Linked DNA regions of Sus scrofa: region 1 is linked to region 2. The links are chromatin contacts, called in public HiChIP or PLAC-seq maps. All regions are on one chromosome and are shown on one strand. Each heading gives the region's core, a stretch centred on a gene start, on an enhancer-like site or on the middle of the called end of the contact. The rest is flanking DNA. Distances are from core to core; before and after follow the strand shown.

Region 1 (2,788 bases), core at 98-2,597, 61 kb before region 2:
AAACAACACATGCTGGCAATGCCTTCACTGATATGGAAGCAGTCAGCTCCCACCACAGACTTTGAGAAGATTTCAAGGAACCCGACCCTTTGAGGACAGTCTTCTTACATGCTTTCTTCAGAGACTGTAGCTCCTGACACTTTCTTTCCACTGATTTTAAATCTAACAACCTAGGCAAGCAGAATCTAGGGGGGGAAACCCAGACAACTCCTCATGTGTCCCTCTAAAAGATCATTCATGCTTCTCCAACCCTGTGGGTTTTTTTTTGTTTTTGTCTTTTTGCTATTTCTTTGGGCCACTCCCGCGGCATATGGAGGTTCCCAGGCTAGGGGTCGAATAGGAGCTGTAGCCACCGGCCTATGCCAGGGCCACAGCAATGCGGGATCCGAGCCTACAACCTACACCACAGCTCATGGCAACGCTGGATCGTTAACCCACTGAGCAAGGGCAGGGACCGAACCCGCAACCTCATGGTTCCCAGTCGGATTCGTTAACCACTGCGCCACGACGGGAACTCCAACCCTGTGTTCTTAAATGTAGGTAAAGGGACAATCCAGTTCACCAAATAAGCAACTTAATAAAGGTATCTTTGGAGTTCTTCTGTGGTACTATGGGTTCAAGATCCAGCATTGTCACTGCAGTGGCTTGGGTTGCTCCTGTAGTGCAGGTTTGATCTCTGGCCCAGGAACTTCCACATGCCACTGTCCTGGCCAAACAAAAACAAAAACAAAAACAAAACAAAACAAAACAAAACACCGCCACCACAACAAATTTAAAAAGGAAAAAGAAAAGTATTCTAACTCAGGCAGGAGAGGAGGAATCTTGAGCTGAGGTAATCTGGGGACTAAAATGTGTAGGCACACTCAAGTCTCAAGATGGAGAAGAGAGTAGAGGTTCAGGGAGAGAGTCCAACCTTAGGACCCAAACTTCTACAGTCCAAACAGGCATTTATCGGAGGTGCCAGCTTCCAAGCCAGTAATTACACTAAAAGGCCTCTGCCTCGCCTTAGGTGTGCCCTTTAACATAAGGAGGAAACAGGCACTCACTTTTCTTTCATAGGGCAAACAAGAGCCCCTGCAGAGCAAGACAATTGATGAGAAAGCACAACACCTCCAACAAGCGGACCCGACCTGGACACAGCTCGAGAGGCCCGCGTCCACCTATCCCGCCCTCCTCCCGCGGCCCCGCCCTCCTCCCGCGGCCCCGCCCTCCTCCCGCGGCCCCCCCCCGCCCCGCCTCCTCCCGCGGCCCCGCCCCCCCCCCGCCCCCCCTCCTCCCGCGGCCCCGCCCTCCTCCCGCGGCCCCGCCCTCCTCTCCGCGGCCCCGCCCTCCTCTCCGCGGCCCCGCCCCCCACACAGCAGCTTCCGGCGAGAGGCGGGGCGTCCGCACGCTCTGCTGCGCCTGCGCGGGAAGGGCGGGCCGGCGCGCCGGGGTAGTGAGTCGGTCTCGCAGACTGCTGTGGCCCGAAGTGCATTTCCCTTAGTGTTGGTCCAGGAGGAGGAAAGATGGTGCTGGATCTGGATTTGTTTCGGGTAGATAAAGGAGGGGACCCAGCCCTCATCCGAGAGTCGCAGGAGAAGCGCTTCAAGGACCCAGGACTAGTGGATCAGCTGGTGAAGGCAGACAGCGAGTGGCGACGATGTAAGTACAGAGACTCGCGGAGTATCCCTGGATCCTAACCCCAGCTACATCTCTCGGATCTCGATACTGCTCCTGAGGCCATAGCTTCCACCCCTTGTCAGACCCCCTCCTAGGTTTCGGTGGCTCGGAAGCTCTCCCTATCACCCAGGGAGCCGGGACGGTCCCCACCTTTCCCTTCCCCCGGGGCGGTAAGACCTCCCTTCCCGGCGTGCGGGGCGCGGATCCCTGCTCCTGAGTCTGTGGGAAAAGAGCATGGCGCATGCGCGTTAAGAGCTGTCAAGCCTTCCGGCCGCAAGGGTAACCCAGAGAAAGTCGGGGCAGATTTTGTTGGGTAATGGGGGAGATTGCTCCCCTTTCCTAACACTTCTCTGTTTGGTCGCCTCCGGTCTTTTTATCTTCAGCAAAGCCAGAGTGGTCCCTATTTTGATAGACTCACAGGCTCCAGTCTGAGTCACATCTGCAGCGCAGTAGGTTCACTCCTCCCATATTGGAGGCATTTGGGGATTTTGGAGGCCGCTACTGGCTAAAAGCAGTGATCGCAGAGCTTTGGGGAAGGCAATCCCCCTGAACTGTGGGCAGTCCTTTAAGAACCGACCATGGGCTTCCATGGTAGATCAGACGTGGGCAGAGGGATGCGGTGAAGCAAGAAAAAACTCGTAATTACTGAGGCTGTTTAATTGTGATTTGTGGAAGTTTTCCGGAATAGACGTTGATGGAGTTGGGCTACAACCTGGAACTGATCCGGACATCTTTCGTGAGGCTAAATAAAACCATAGCACCCTCTGCCTATCAATCTTTGCCTAGATTAGTTGGAGTAGTCACTAATTGGCCGGATGCTGTCAAACACGTGGTTTATTTTGTCTGATGCAATAGGTCTGCAACCCGCTGAAACCCAGGTTTATGACGGCGCCCTGCAAAGTCAGTCACTGTCCCAAAAGGTGATGGATTTCTCTTAGGAAAGTTGATTTCCCTAAATTTATGTGTCACCCGGGTAGGGAAAGAGCTGAAGGAAGAATTGGAACATAAGGATATTGGGTACCAGGAGAATATTTGTTCAGCTCAGATTGTCTGCTGATTCTATGTATCACAGTCAAGTCCCTTGTGGAGAGATCCCACCACCTGAATCTGAATCTGAAGTTTTGAGTTG
Region 2 (2,740 bases), core at 31-2,530:
CAAAGCCCCCACGTCTGAGCCAGAGCCACAACCCCAACCCTGATGTCCCTGCTGGCTGTGAGATCTACCTGATGAGACACCTGGTTCTATGAGGCCTTCAGCATTTTCTGACATTGGAAATTATGTCAGGATGAAGATGCGGCAAATCTACTTACCCTTCTACTTAACACCCTGCAATCTCATTCCAGCTTATCCCTTCTCCCCTCCCCCAGTCGTGTCACAAGGGGCCCAAGTCAACCAGCTACCCAGAATCCTCAGTGCACCCAATCTTGCTAAATTCCCAATCCAGACCCGAGGCCAGTAAAAGTTAAAGACAAGCATTGTGGAAGCAAAGTAAGTAGGATAAAGAGTCTACTACCTGTCAGATGGTGACAGCCCCCCAAAGTCCAAGGTCTCATCCACTATAAACTTTACATCTGTAGGGGAGGAAAGAAGAAATACAGCCTTGGGTCCCAAACACGGCTCTCAATCACAGGGCCTCATTCTTCCCTCCAGGGTTTCCTTACCTTCTTCTAAACCTTCCATGTTCCAGAGAAGCAAGAATCAGCTTAGACTTGAGCTGGAGAGAAAAATACCTCCCCTCAGGTCTCCATTCTGCCCAAGGCCTCCCAGCTAGGCCCAGCTAGGCTGCAAGGGGTCGTGCTTGGAGGTGAAGCAAGCATCCCGAGAGCAGCACTTGCTCCAGTAAACCACCCCTGTTATCTCCGGGACAGGTCCAGACACGTACCTCCACACTCCAATGTCCCTGCGCACGGCGGCCCCCGCCCCCTGCGACCCGACCTCTCCTCGCAGGGCGGTCTACGCCCCCCCATCTCCCTCTCCGCGACCATTCTCTGGTTCTTCCTCTCTCCAAGCCACCTTTCTACTCCCCGCGGCACCACATCCCTTCCACGCCGGCAGCCCACCCTATTTCTACTTTCCGTTCCGCCTCACCTCCTGCGGAAGGTGCTTTCCTTCCACAACCTAGTCCCGGGAATCAGCTCCGAGGGGGCGGGGCTCCTTTCGAATCTCTCAGGCCCCACCCTCTCCTACCATGCGCACTCATGATTGGTGGCGGCCAGCATCTCCCGCCCTCGTGGGGCGGGGCGGCGGAGGGGGCCGCCGGCCGGAAGTCTGCAGGTGGGAACCAGGCGAAGAGCCGTTCCAAGAAAGGCTCCATCCGGAGAGCTAAAGCCGGGAGGCCTGGAGCAGGGAGGCCGCGAGCGCGCGCGCGCGCGAGCGGGGAAGACCTCTCAGGGCTACCCTCCGGGAGCGGGGCCTGCGAGGGGCGGGACCTCGCGGCGGCGCGCGAGGGAACGGACCAATGAGTGAGAGCCTCGCTCCCGGCCGGCCCCCCCCCCTTCTCCGCCCCCTCCTCGTGCTGGGCGGGGCTGGGTTCTGACGCCCCTCACGGCCGTCGGCCCCAAAGCTAACGCTCTGCCTGAGGAAGTTCGTCCGGGGGCTCTTTTCGGAAGCGCCGTGGTAGCCAGGGCCCTCAGTTGTGATTTTTTCCAAGTTTACGGAAGCAACCAAACTTTATACCTTAGGTATACTGAGGTTCTCTAAGAAGTACATCTTCCATCGACTTTTTAGGCAAGAACTTTAGGAACCTGTGGCATCTTGAGGTATGAAGAAAACAGGCTTTTCAGACAGGGAAGTTTGGCTTCAGATGCAACCGTGGCTCCTCTGTTGACAAGTATATGGAGCATATTTGACCTGGCAGCGTTTATATTTGACCCCTCGCTTATCTAGGAGGATCGTGGCCGTCACAGTAGGACATGGTTAGGAGGATAATTATGAACACACCATGTTTTATACCTTGTGCCTCGGAGGCTTTTGAGGGTAGTGTTGGTGACTTGCTTCCTCTAAATTAAAAGCTGTGTTTGTAAAAAAGCTTAGGCCTCCTTATTAGGGATTTTCTTTGTTGTTTCCAAGGGTTGCCTGTGAATAGACTGGGCTACCAGTTAACTGAGCTTCTTAGAAAGGTTCTAAACATTTTAAGTTAAAAGGCCCTGGAAGAGTGGTTGAAGAGCTTTCTCGAAAACAAAGAGCCTGAGCTTTTAGTCTCCAGAGTTTATGACCATTATAGGCTTTCTGTTTACCTCTTAGTTTTTAGTTGTCAAGTTCAGGTGGTGAGGTTTGCAGGAGTGAGGTGTTACTGTGAGAAATGCCACAGGAAGCAGAGCAGCCTTGGAATTTAGTGGCTTGATAAGGGAAAGGGTGGGGAGGCTGAGAAGTTGCAAGTTGATGTGAGGAAGAGCTCAGAGAAGAGGCTTGCCTCTTTTTCCATAGGTTTTCTGCTGAAGGTGGAATTTTAATTGCTTGTAGGGCTCAGATTGTTTGGAGGTGGGAAAACCTGTGCCAGTAGCTCCCCTTCTCTCCTGGCAGGTAGTGGCAGGTGGAGATCAGAGGGAAAGAAACTCTTAATTAACTGCATTCCTTTTTCCCCTAGGAGCAGCGAGCCGGAGTAGGGAAATCCTTCACCCACCTTCAGGTAAGTGGAGGAGACAGTTTTAGCAAACAAAAGTTTCTCTCTCCTAAGGAAATTCATCTCTAATTTTTTTTTTTTTTTTTTTTTGGTCTTTTTGCTATTTCTTGGGCCGCTCCCGCGGCATATGGAGGTTCCCAGGCTTGGGGTTGAATTGGTGCTGTAGCCGCCAGCCTACGCCAGAGGCGCAGCAACTCAGGATCCGAGCCTCGTCTGCAACCTACACCACAGCTCACGGCAATGCTGGATCGTTAACCCACTGAGCAAGGGCAG

What was found. HiChIP or PLAC-seq counts read pairs in DNA pulled down with a chosen protein or histone mark.
Region 1: a contact with region 2 is called in an H3K27ac HiChIP or PLAC-seq map of alveolar macrophages. The contact joins the promoter of SARS here to the promoter of PSRC1 in region 2. A contact is called at or near these places in 1 of 47 Hi-C or Micro-C datasets (embryonic fibroblasts) and 1 of 2 datasets of contacts at active chromatin or transcription factors (alveolar macrophages).

What each region holds. Positions count from the first base shown.
Region 1 is chr4:110,873,271-110,876,058 of Sscrofa11.1, reverse strand. It overlaps SARS (serine--tRNA ligase, cytoplasmic), which reads left to right and starts at 1,347. Exons shown (of 11, transcript XM_001925670.7): 1 at 1,347-1,641. The coding sequence starts at 1,506.
Region 2 is chr4:110,811,849-110,814,588 of Sscrofa11.1, reverse strand. PSRC1 (proline/serine-rich coiled-coil protein 1) reads right to left here and starts at 1,280. Exons shown (of 8, transcript XM_013997292.2): 1 at 934-1,280; 2 at 507-559; 3 at 359-416. The coding sequence starts at 525. It overlaps LOC110260358 (a long non-coding RNA gene), which reads left to right and starts at 1,338. Exons shown (of 4, transcript XR_002343531.1): 1 at 1,338-1,604; 2 at 2,432-2,473.